Linked DNA regions of Gossypium hirsutum: region 2 is linked to region 1. A link is a contact called in public Hi-C data. All regions are on one chromosome and are shown on one strand. The core of a region is the stretch at or near the end of the contact, and the rest is flanking DNA. Distances in the headings are between cores, read along the strand shown. Region 1 holds the start of LOC107892617 (phospholipase A I). Region 2 holds the start of LOC107888991.

Region 1 (6,606 bases), core at 411-2,910:
TAAATTAATTATTATAAGTATTAAATTGAACAATTAATGTGTTCAAACGTCTCATGTCCTTTTCCTTACCATTATTCTAACTATAGTTTCTTTTATATGTATTTTCAAGGGATTAATTTTGTTAAAACTAAATTCTTACCACTTATTTTTCTAAACGTAACATATACATTGTAACCTTTTTTTTTTATAATTACAAAGTTTCTTTTTCATATTTAAAAAAAGATAAAAACAAAGTATATAATATTTGTCTAACTATAAAACCTCACCAATTTTAAAATAAGTTAAAATCAAATTCTTTCATGGAATTAATGAAAAAAAAGTTTGATTAGTTGAAAATATATATTTCAAAAAGTAGAGAACTTAAAAGGTTAAATATTTCATTCTACTTTATTCTTAATTTATAATTTAGTCCTTGTATTTTTATTTTTAGGAATTTATTTTCTCTACGTTTCATATTTCAAGATTTAGTTTTAGTAGTTAACATTATTAACATTATTTTGTTAAATTTAAGTTCATTAGGATATCTTTTTTAAGTTACATAGTTATTAAGTGAGTATATTTTTTATTTCAAAATATCACGTTAATAAATTTAACAAAAAAGATTTACAAGTTTTAACAATTGGACTTAAATTTTAAAATCTAAAAAGTAAATGAATAGATTCTTAGAAATAAAAGTACATGGGCTAAATTTTAAATTTGTGAAGAATGCAGGGACTTATAGCATGGCATTTTTAACTTACTAAAAATATCAAATTATAATTAAAAAAAGACTAAATGCTGTTAAAATTATTTTTTAAAATTCAAATTCATTACAATGTCTTTTTTTTATTATTATATGGCTATTAAGTGATTTTTTTTATTTTAGAATGTCCCATAAATAAATTTAACAAAAAAATAATAATGTTAATAACTGAACCTAAATTTTGAAATCAGAAAAAAAGAGGGACTAATTTTCTGAAAATAAAAGTACAAGAACTAAATTCTAAATTTATTAAAAGTACAAGGACTTATGGAATATTTAAACTACTAAAAATATCAAATTACCATAAAAGACTAAACTTGACAAAAATACATAGTACAATGACCTTCTAAACAAATTGACTTAGAAACAAAAGCTCCATTCCCAAAACAGTTTTTTTTTTTTGGTAAAACAACCCCTAGTAATTCTCAATTTTAAAATTAAGTAAATTGGTTTCTCTTAAAAGTTCGGAGCAATTTAATCCTTATTGTTTTTAAAAATCAGACAATTAATCACATAGTTTTCATTAGTAAAATAATAAATTTAGTTCTTAATATTTATATATTTTTTAATTTAATTTTAATTCTAAAAAATTAACAAATTTAGCCTCAGTATTTACATAAATATTGTAGACTAAATTTGTTAAATCAAAGCCACGTAAACAGAATGATTACATTTTGAGAATTAAATTTGTTATTATATTAATTAAAGTTATATGCAAAAATCATTAATCTCAAGATTAATTATCTTTAATTATATACTTTTAAAATTAATAAAAATTAAATTAGTCTAATTTTTTTAAAAAGTTTAATTTACTCAATTTCGAAGTTTTGAAAGAATTTTTACCCATATTTTTTTTGGTACCACAAGAAAGCTCTGTTGTTTCTTTTGATATATATGATATCATTGACAAACACTTTTAACAGTCTCAAAAATCATCACCGTGAAATGTAAAATAAACGTTTCACCATAATCTTTAAGCACCCTCTTAGCTTCCTCCAATTTCCCTTATTTATACAACCCTTGATTCTTCAACACGAACTCAAAGATCTAGATTCTTGGGTTTACAATATAGGAGGTTGTAGACCCGGTGTGGGGTGGCATCGCGGCGGATCACGACGGTGGAGTCGGTGCAAATACCGGTTGTGTTGTGTTGGTGTTGCAGATGGAGAACACTTCATATTTTGCTGCATCTGGACACAAGTTGGGTGCCTTTTGCTCTTTCATTTTCAGATTCCCTTATTATCCCTTTATAGCCTCTGGCCCTCTGCAGTATCCAAGGTAATACTCCAAGACGTTGGGAACCGTGTACTCGTTGGTAAAGATGATGAACCAGTACGGCAGCTCATTAGCATGATAAGCAACGACAACTACCATGTGGTAAGTTCCATGTTCTTGTTCTCTGTTTCATAGTCTGCTTTTTTACGGCTTATATTGTCAGGTCCGACAAGCTTGTTCTTCTTTATCCACACTTGCTGCTGATGTTTCCGTGGCAATGAAGTTAATGAAATGCGACATCATGCAACCTATTGGAGCTGTTTTAATGGTCTCTTCTGTCTCAGAAAATCTGGTTTCAGTGCTGCAAGTTGTGGTCACATTGGCTATTAGATCAGATACCATAGCTGAGATGGTGGTAACCAATGATGTTCTTAGTTCATTAAAAGTACTTTGCGTTCATAAAAACCCAGAGGTAATAAACTAATAATAACTTTCTGATTTTTTTTATTGATTCTCTTCTATTGATTCTTGAATTGTTATGTTTATGCATGATGAATGAACCTTTTGTTTTCAATCAGGTGCAAAGGCTTGCTTTGTTAGCTGTTGGGAATTTGGGATTCTGTCCGGAGAATCGTCATGAACTTGTCGCTGTCGAAGGCTTGAGGGAACTTCTTGTGCAGCTGACGGCCACGCCCGACCCACGAGTAAATAAAGCTGCAGCTCGTGCTTTGGCAATTCTTGGTATGTTTCTTGGATTTTGAGAATCTTTACATCATGGGATCATCATATTATGTTCTTTTGTAGGAGAGAATGAGAGCTTGCGATGCGCTATTGGAGGGAGACAGATACCAAAACGAGGCATTCGCATACTATCGTTGGATGGAGGTGGCATGAAAGGTCTTGCAACTGTGCAGATCCTTGAGGAGATCGAGAACAGAACCGGAAAACGAATGCATGAGCTATTTGACCTTATATGTGGGACATCAACCGGTGGCATTTACGCTGCTGCACTTAGTATTAAGTCGATGAGCGCGTACCGATTGGAAGAAATATACAAAAATTTCGGTAACTATATATGATCTGCATAATGAACCATTTGTTCATATGTAGCTGTAGTTTCACTTTGTTTACTCTATTATCCTTTTTTGAATTTGTAGGAAAAGTCGTTTTCTCCGAACCTGTGCGGAAGGATAACAATTCTGCAACTTGGAAAGAAAAGTTGGACCAACTTTACAAAAGCTCATCACAAAGTTTCAGAGTTGTTGCAAAAGGATCCAAAGTATGAGTTTTCTCGTTTCACCATATGCGAATTCATGTCGATAGAGTTACTTGACAATGTTTAGTGACCATGTGAAACTATTTGCAGCACAATCCAGATAAGTTAGAGAGGTTGTTAAAGGACTTGTGTGCCGATGAGGATGGTGATGACCGACTAATCGAGTCTGCTGTGAAGAACATTCCAAAAGTCTGTCTCATCTCGACTTTAGTGAGTGTTATGCCCGCTCAGCCATTCGTATTCCGTAATTATCAGGTTCGAGGTCAAGAGTTGCTGTTGCTATTTTGTCATCCATTATGGCAGAATGTATGCATTTATACATTCTTAATGTGCAGTACCCCGTGGGAACACCGGAGGCACCTTGTGTGACATCTGAAAGTTCAGGAACCACCGCTCGGGTTAGCCACAAACAAAGTGGTCTCATCGGAAGCTGTAAATACCAACTATGGCAAGCTATAAGAGCATCTTGTGCTGCCCCATATTATCTAGATGATTTCTCAGATGGTATTTTTTATTTTCTGCTGGTTTTTAGTATACAATTTTGTTTAAAATTTGCCTAAGCTTGTTACATTTCTTATATAGATGTATACCGGTGGCGAGATGGTGGTTTAATGGCGAATAATCCGGCAATCATTTCAATGAGAGAAGCACAACTTCTATGGCCTGATACTAAAATTGACTGTTTAGTTTCCGTTGGTTCTGGTTCCGTACCTACTAAGGTAACTGCCTATCAGAATTGTGTGGTTAATGAGCCATTACTCCATGCCATCGATTTTACGAGTTATCTATCTCCTCCGTTGCAGGCACGAAAAGGCGGTTGGCGATGTCTAGATGCAGGGCAAGTGCTGATTGAGAGCGCATGCTCGGTGGACCGAGTCGAGGAAACACTGAATACATTGTTGCCTATGCACCCCAAGATCCGTTACTTCCGGTTCAATCCAGGTAAGAATCCCGGGATGTATCCATAACTGTATTCGAATGTAATCCTTGATAATGAAGTTTTGGTATACGATATAATGTTGCAGTGGATGAACGTTGTGACATGAAGCTGGACGAGACTGATCCAGCAGTTTGGCAGAAGTTGGAAGCTGCTACAAAAGATTACATTGAAAATAATTCGGAATACTTTAATATAGCATGTGAAACACTGGTTCAAGCCTCTGCTAATAGGGATACTGAGAAATAAAAAAACACTTGATCTTTGTCTGGTCGGATCAGTACAAGACGATGGAACTGTCTTATTATGTTGCCTCTTTTGAATTTACAATAAATATACTCAACACCTCCTTCAATTATACACTCAGAAATAATTTAATCCAAAATTCTTGTATTATTGAAACAGAAAAAACTTATTAAATCTTTTCAATAAAATCACATGTTTTCGTTTAAAAAATTAAACAAGATTTTATATATATATTGGATTAATATAATGCGCTAAAAAAATTTTGGTCTCCCTAAAATGATAAATTTATCATTTAAATTTTTAAAAACTTTATAAAATTACATTTTAACTCTCTAAAAATTTATAATTCATAGTTAATCCTTTAAAATATTTTTTTTTACTTCGTTACCATTGCATTTAACATTTTTTTTTTGTATTGAAAGAGATTTAAGTTATTTATTTTAGGGATAAAAGCTCAAAATTGAAAGAGACAGTGACCAGAAATTTTTTAATGAAAAATTGGACCCACAATTGAAAAATGCATTTGAAAGATATTTTAGGCCCACATGGATTTGTAGAGTTGGGACCTTCTTTTTAATTACCCAACAACCGTTGTTTTTTAGTAGGGGCCGAACAGCTTATGTCAAGAAATTTCAGAAAACCAAAAATCGATTTAAAAACTTGAAATCGAATTGAAATATATTTGTTATTAAACATATATTCAATTTTAAGTTTTTATGATATAAAAATAATTATGTTCTATTTAAAACAATGAAAATAATTTAAAATTTATTCAAATATTTATGAATTCTTTTTTTTGAAAGTTTATCAAATAATATTCAAAACCCATAAAATAAACCTCATTTTGTCAAATTATGTTTATCCAAAACCAAAATTTAATATAGAAAAATCAAGAACCGGACAAAATCAAATTATGGACATTTAAAAAAAAATCGAAACAACCCAACCAAACCAAACTGATAACGCCCCTAGTTCAAGATTTTAAAATTTTAATTAGTGGTAAAATTGGTTAAGTTATCAATTTATCAATCCAAAAAACCTGACCGGTTTAATTAAATAAATATTAAGAAAATCATAAAAATATTTTTAAAAAAATTCAATCATCCAGTTCAACCATTTCCTTACTCAACAAGTTCGGACCGATAAATTAGTTTATTCTCGACCTGGCTAGCTCGTCCAATTCAAATAACCATAGTTGAACTTGAGTTGAGAAGGATAGTACCACAGTAAGCCAAAATCATGTATTTTGTTTTTAAGGTATAATGCTAAATTTAGTCCTCGAAATTTATATTTTTGTTAATTTATTATTTTTTTAAATTAAATTTTGCTTTCAACCTTTCAAAAAATCGAATTAGTATTTTTTTAACAGAATTATAACAAAAATTTTAAATTTTTAAATATGGCAGTTTGCATAACAATCTTCGTATATTTCATGTTCTTTTTTGAATTTTTATTAACTTTTTATATTTTTTTTAAAATTATATTTATATCATTTTAAAATTATTCTTTGATGTGACATATAATACAAATAACATCATGTTAGCATGAAGTACACGTGAACTAACATGTAGGTTGTGATACTAACATCATTAAAAATTTAACAATTTAATAATCATTTCCATTTAAAAAAATGATTTGATTTTTTTTAAAAGGTAAATGATTAAATTTAACTATAAAAATATCATAGATGTTGAGAACTAAATTTTATTTATGATTATTTTCAATTTAAGGTAAAAAAATTAAATTATAAATATGTAAAAAGAATTTAAAAATTCAAAGAAGATTGAAGTTAAGGCCACTGTGTCCGTGTGTGCCCTTTTAATTAGCATTGTTGTTTGCATTGCTTATGAGATAAAAAATTGTCATTAATGGCAAAATAATGCCAGGGTTAAATTTTTTTATTTGAGATTTTAAGTATTTTGTATTGTTGTTAAAAAGTGTTTGTAAGAAATAAAATATTTATGTTAAAACATGTATATATTTGAAATGATGTTAAAGTTTATTTATATTATAATATTTTAATAAAAATTTAAAAAAATATTGTTAGTATTTTGATATATGAAATATAAATTTTTTATATTTTGAAGCAATTAATATGAATTGTTTATAAAATTTAATTTGAATATATAAAATATATTTTAAATATTAAAAATAATTATTACAAAATCATATATTATATATTTGAAATAA
Region 2 (6,355 bases), core at 385-2,884, 670 kb before region 1:
CTCTTTCTACATTACTTAGAACTCTTCCCTGTAAAATTGTCCAAATAAAGATACAAACCCGTTGAGGACCAAGAAACTTCCAAACATTCTTCCATTTCTTATTTTCCAGATTCCAGTCTCCTTTCTAAGAGCCTTATAAGCAGATTTAACAGAAAAAGCACCACACAGAGTGTGACTCCAAGAAATTCTATCGGGATCTTCAGAAGGATGTGGAGGAGGGATACCCTTAATAGCCTGGATCACATCTTCTGATAGCCAAACTTGGAAGAGGTCTAAGTTCCACAAGCCTTCCTCAGTAATCATCTCGTGCAGTAGGCAATTAGAATTCAGATTAACATCAGGAGAAATATGCCTAAACAGAGGCCCAATATTGGGAATCCAATTATCCTTCCAGCACTGAATTTTGTGGCCATCCCCAACAGATTGATGTAAGTTTTCACGAAGTAACGCCTAAATTTTGGAAAGAGACTTCCAAAGAAAAGAACTCCTATCTCTATCAATACAAACTGGTAATTCATCCTTCATTTGATATTTCGATCTAAGTACACAAACCCAAAAAGCTTCCTTGTCAGACACCAATTTAAACCCCAACTTCATCAAAAAAGATATATTCTGATCTCGAAAATTCCTCAAACCAAGACCTCACACACTTTTGGTTGACAAATGGAATCCCAACTTACCAGAGCTATATTCTTTTTCCTCTCAGATGATCCCCAGATAAACTGTTTAACCAACCTTTCAATCTCATCGCGAATTTTCCTAGGTATCATCATGGACTGCATGAAATAACTAGGAATAGATAAGAGAACTGATTGGGCTAAAGTGATGCGCCCTGCTAAAGAGAGTTTTTTGGCTTCCCAACTTTGAAGCTTACCACACACTTTTTCCACCACGAACTGAAGAGTGCTACTAGTAACCCTTTGGTGAAAAAGAGGGACTCCAAGATAGTGTCAATTGATTAATTAAATTAATTAATTTTATCTTCCATGCTAAACAAGATATTAATTTAATTGATTGCAATGTTTTTCTTTGTTTTTAGCTAAGTGTGGAAGATTTGGGATTATATAACCAAAAGAAATTTAAGTTTCACGAAAAATTATTAAATTTAAATATGAGTTATCAAGTTGATTTCATTAAAAATAATATGGAACATAAAATAAAATTTTAATTTAGAAATAGATTAATTTAATTAATTTCAATATTACAATAACAAATCGGTTAACATTATCAAGGGATAAAAAAATTCAAAAATTTATTCAATTGATTTTTATGTTTTGAAATTTAAAATTTCAATATTGAAAAAAAATTAAAATTTTTTACAATGTTCAAATTTGATAATTTTTAATGCATTATTTTAGTTTTTACTATTTTTCACTTTAATTCTTTCTTTTTTTACCCCAATCAATTCTTTAAAAGGTGGTTTTTTTTTTGTGATCAAAATGAAAGTGTGAACATAATGTGAGTATATAATTAACAACCATTAGAAATTTAATAGTTGGGGGACTAAAATGAAAGTGTCCTAAAGGAGTTTACCCTTTTAATTATAATATCTACATTCAGACCTTCTAGGCCCTTCTAGAGACTTTAGCTTTTAATACAATTAAAGACAAGGCTGTACAAAATAACAGCAATGGCGTGAAGCCCAAACAAGAACCAATCAAAATTAGGTCCAAAAATACTCCACTTTACGTTTTCTTCAATCTTCTTACAAGCCCATTGAGGTTGTTGCCGCGATCTCTTCTTCTTCGTCCTTCTCTTCGCGCCGCTAGGTTTTACCAAATTCAAAGCAAAGTGAATGAAGGTTTTTCGGGCAAATATGAAAACGCGTGCCACCTTTGACTGTTAATTAGAAAGGGATACATCCATGAGAAAATGCATTCAACAGCTTCTTCTTCTTCCTCTTCGTCGTCTTCCTATTCTATTATTCAGCGTCTTCGCTCTTTAGCGTCTTCAAAGCTACGTTTCTTTACCTTTATTTCTCTATATCTCCATGTCCAGGTTCATCTCTTTTCCCTTTCCAATTTTTTAGCTTTCTTTAATTAAAAGATTCTGGGTTTCTTTTCTTGCCTGGGTTACTTTGCCTGGGTTCAGTTATTTTTTTTTCTGGGATTGATTTCTGTGGGAGTTTAGGGTTTATGTGTTTTGAAGCTTTTTCTACGATCGTTTTCTCTGGGAGTTTAGGGTTTATGTGATGATCACCTTAATGAATGGATTTCACAATGAATTATTACATCGAGGGTTTGAACTTCTTGCAAAATCTGTTTTCAATAGCTTGGTATGTTGAATTTAAAGAATTAAATTAAGAAAGATTAATTCTTGGTGCCATGTTGTCTGAAATTTGACAATTGGAGTTTGAATACTTACCCTTTCTGATTAAGAATTTAGAATTGCTTCCAGGGTTTATAGAATTTACTTGTTAAATGATGAGAGAATTGTTGGGATGCAGATTTTTGACATTTGCCAATATTAGGAAAGCTGCGCAATATGCTATTTCGAATCCAACAACGAGCCATTCGGAATTTAGGAAGTATGGAACAGTTGTTACTATCGGGTTGCGGTTGCCGCAGTATAGAGTGTACTCCCACTATAGGTTCAACATTGGAGGAAAGGCTCCATGGGTATTGCAGAATACCAAGGAAGGGATATCCCGAGGTTATTTTGCCTGGAACCATTCATTCCTTTCCGCGAGTAGTGCAGTGACTCATCATGCACAAGTTGCTTGGAAAAAGTTCACCCGTAAATGTTCTTTGAGTTGTCATCCATTCCCTTACATAAGGATGGCTCAAGCAGTAAGCTTAGCATTGTCCCGCTCTCACTTGATAGTTCCTGGTATTTTTGGCTTGGGAGGTGGACGACTGGCATTGTCGCAGAGGAAGGTAGCAGAGACAAATTATTACCCATCACCAAATTCTTTGTATAGTCGTGCTCAAGATGGTCATGCTTTTGTTTCTTCTATACTACTTTCAGTGATAGAAGGTGTTATCTTGCTAGTGAGGGCTATCTATCTTACAATTTTGTTCTCTCCGAGTATAATAATGGCACCATTTGCCGACTCTTGTGGCCTCAAATTCAGGAAAATATGGCTTGAAGTCGTGCATCGCACACTTGAAACGGCAGGTCCAGCATTCATAAAATGGGGTCAATGGGCAGCAACGCGACCAGATCTCTTCCCTAAAGATTTATGCACCAAGCTTTCAGAGCTTCACAGCAGGGCTCCTGAACACAGCTTTGCTTTCACAAAGAAAACTATTGAAAGAGCATTTGGCCGTAAGCTTTCTGAAATATTTCACAGTTTCGAAGAGGAACCGGTGGCTTCTGGAAGTATAGCTCAGGTGCACCGGGCTTCTTTGAGATTCCGTTACCCTGGTAAACGGGTCAAGCCCATGTTAGTTGCAGTAAAGGTTAGACATCCTGGTGTTGGTGAATCAATTAGGAGAGATTTTATGATTATCAACTTGGCGGCGAAATTATCAAAGTTCATTCCAACTCTTAACTGGTTGAGATTGGATGAGAGTGTCCAGCAATTTGCTGTTTTCATGATGTCTCAAGTTGATCTTGCCAGGGAAGCTGCCAATTTGAACCGTTTTATATATAATTTCCGAAGCTGGAAAGACGTTTCTTTTCCTAAGCCTGTCTATCCACTTGTGCACCCTGCTGTTTTAGTGGAAACATATGAACAAGGGGAAAGTGTTGCACGCTATGTTGATGAATTTGAAGGATATGATATGGTTAAGGCCAAACTTGCTCATATTGGAACTCATGCGCTTTTAAAGATGCTTTTGGTAACTGCTTTGAATCGGTTTTCTTATGCTTCTGTAAAATTTTAATTAATGATTATTGGTTCCCATTGTCTTGTTTATTTGAAAAGTAAGAGTCTGGTACGATACTGGTAACCAAAAGATTACTTCTTTTCTTCCAGGTTGACAACTTCATTCATGCTGACATGCATCCTGGAAATATCCTTGTTCGGGTGTCTCATAGCAAGGCTTCTCGAAAACGGCTCTTTAAGTCAAAGCCTCATATCATTTTCCTTGATGTAGGCATGACAGCTGAACTTTCTAAAAGTGATCGTATAAATTTATTGGAATTTTTTAAGGCTGTTGCTCGAAGAGATGGTCAGACTGCTGCTGAGTGTACACTTAGATTATCACAGCGACAAAACTGCCCGAACCCAAAGGCTTTTATTGAGGTGATGTAAATAACGTAATCTGAGTTGTCCTAAAGGCTTTTAGGACATTGAGGAGTTTGGAAAATGCTTTCTTTGTTATCTTCTTATTTTCCCATATAGTCTACCCGTTTCAAATGCTTTCTTTTATGCCCCCTATCTATACTGGTTTGTCAGTTTAGATGAATTCTGAACGATCTATCATCTATAGTCTTAAGTTACATCTTTATTCTACCATCCAACCTCCCTTTGTTTTCCATATAATTTGTTCATCTCTATATCTGTGTTATTGCTGCTCGGTTTTCTAATATCTTATTTTAACAGGAAGTAGATGAAGCATTCACTTTTTGGGGTACCCCGGAGGGTGATCTAGTCCATCCGGCTGAATGCATGGAACAACTGCTCGAGAAAGTAAGGCGTCATAAAGTCAATATTGATGGCAACGTATGCACTGTTTTGGTCACCATGTTGGTTCTTGAGGTAACTCCATTTCATGCAAGTCCAAAATTTTCATTTAGAGCCTTTGACCAACCAATTGAGATGTCTTTTTCAACTCCGTTTCCCCTTGTGAGAATTCCTTGTCTGCATGTTATGTATTGTGCTTTATGTCTTTTTGAGGGAAACAAAATAAATCATGACTAGTTGAGCCTGGAAGTTAAGAATGGGAACGTATTCCCATATCGGGATTGTTTCCTAATGTTCCTAGGTTTGACTTGTTGAAATGCCTGTATGATAATTAATTCCATTATATCATGTTTCGATGCTCGTTTAAATTTGTAGGGTTGGCAAAGGAAACTTGATCCAGGATATGATGTAATGGAAACACTACAGACGCTGCTACTCAAAGCAGACTGGGCAAAATCTCTTTCCTACACCATTGATGGGCTGATGGCTCCATGAAAGAAATCTTTAGGTTCATATGTTTCTATTTCTATAAAACAATTTTGATAGAGCTAAGACAATATTATCTAGTGTTGAAAATCAAATTTTTGAGCTAATCTGAAATGTCATCCTCTTCTGTAATTATTTGTTACTTTCAACAATTCATTGCTGTTATATTTATATCTTAGTCTCCCATAACAGAGAACAGTGGAAGGAAGGGCTAAACCAGAGAAAATGAAGTGTAGAAAGCTATTCTTTTTCTTCAAATTATTTGTTTAATCACATTGAAGCACATTATCTTTCTCCTTGAATAAAAATGGATCACCATTCTGGTAGGATTCAACGGCTGAAGCTGGTAATGCTCTGCTCTTCCATCTCCTTATCTACTATCCCTCCATTGATGACTGAATTTTCCGGGACGTGTTGTAATTCACAATTGTAGCCAGTACATGATATGGCACAAGATCTTTGAATACACTAGCTTCTCATGTTCAAGTATTACCATCATGGTTTAAACAATTTTGCAGGCTGCAGGGTTGAGGAGTCTTCACGATATACTGAGGGGGGTGGAGCTCCGCGATCACTTTGCTGCTCAGCGTTGGAAAAATGAAAAGAAATATATTTTCACTTTGATTCAATGGTACTGGAAGTTGGAATATCGTTCCAACGGCACCGTCAAACGCCATGCATCAAAATCTAACAGCCTTTGCTATTGCTCTTCTTCTTCCTCTTTGCCCCCATTAACAGCCACAAAGATTTGGCTGATAATCAAAACCCAAATAATGAAAGTTTTTCAGATTTTTTTGGTTGAAATCAGTGAATCTACCGTCAACAACAATAACTAATCTTCATTGTCACCGGTACTCTTTAAAGAAGTAAATGGACATACATAATTGACACAGTGATGATTAATACCATCAGCGGCCAAAGATCCCACCAGCGTAATACTTGGCTTTGTAAATTCTACTAGGAAGACAATCGGAATTAGAAACAAGTCGCAAACATTGTTGCATAACTAAACCCATACTTATTTTTTCGAAATACATACCTTGTCCCAAGACGCCTAATAATACCCTTTCTTGTACCAAAATGAGTTCATCATTTTTCGGAGTGCCTTGCAAGTATCCAATGGAATTAGGAAAACACTCCTGCAATACACTGGTAAAGCTTGGGCCACAGTTTCTATAACAACTTATTCTTCCAACTAAAGATCCGTTTACTGAGGTGTTCATGGATGAAAGAGAGAAGCCTTGCTATGAGACACCAGAACATAGTTGTCTGCTGAGTGTTGTAGTGAATAGGATAAGT

Evidence for each region. A called contact is a pair of places that touch in the nucleus more often than the background predicts.
Region 2: a Hi-C map of leaf shows a contact between it and region 1, with 3 times the contacts expected there. The contact joins the promoter of LOC107888991 here to the promoter of LOC107892617 in region 1.

The regions. Positions count from the first base shown.
Region 1 is chrA09:59,315,498-59,322,103 of Gossypium_hirsutum_v2.1, reverse strand. It overlaps LOC107892617 (phospholipase A I), which reads left to right and starts at 1,660. Exons shown (of 11, transcript XM_041076259.1): 1 at 1,660-2,021; 2 at 2,024-2,119; 3 at 2,181-2,429; 4 at 2,536-2,698; 5 at 2,762-3,022; 6 at 3,115-3,236; 7 at 3,324-3,488; 8 at 3,569-3,737; 9 at 3,816-3,952; 10 at 4,037-4,175; 11 at 4,259-4,528. The coding sequence starts at 1,905. The coding sequence ends at 4,419.
Region 2 is chrA09:59,982,352-59,988,706 of Gossypium_hirsutum_v2.1, reverse strand. It overlaps LOC107888991, which reads left to right and starts at 1,634. Exons shown (of 6, transcript XM_016813271.2): 1 at 1,634-1,998; 2 at 2,447-3,782; 3 at 3,920-4,189; 4 at 4,490-4,645; 5 at 4,946-5,078; 6 at 5,249-5,390. The coding sequence starts at 1,991. The coding sequence ends at 5,065. LOC121206074 reads left to right here and starts at 5,261. Exons shown (of 2, transcript XM_041076263.1): 1 at 5,261-5,402; 2 at 5,575-6,355. The coding sequence starts at 5,364. The coding sequence ends at 5,892.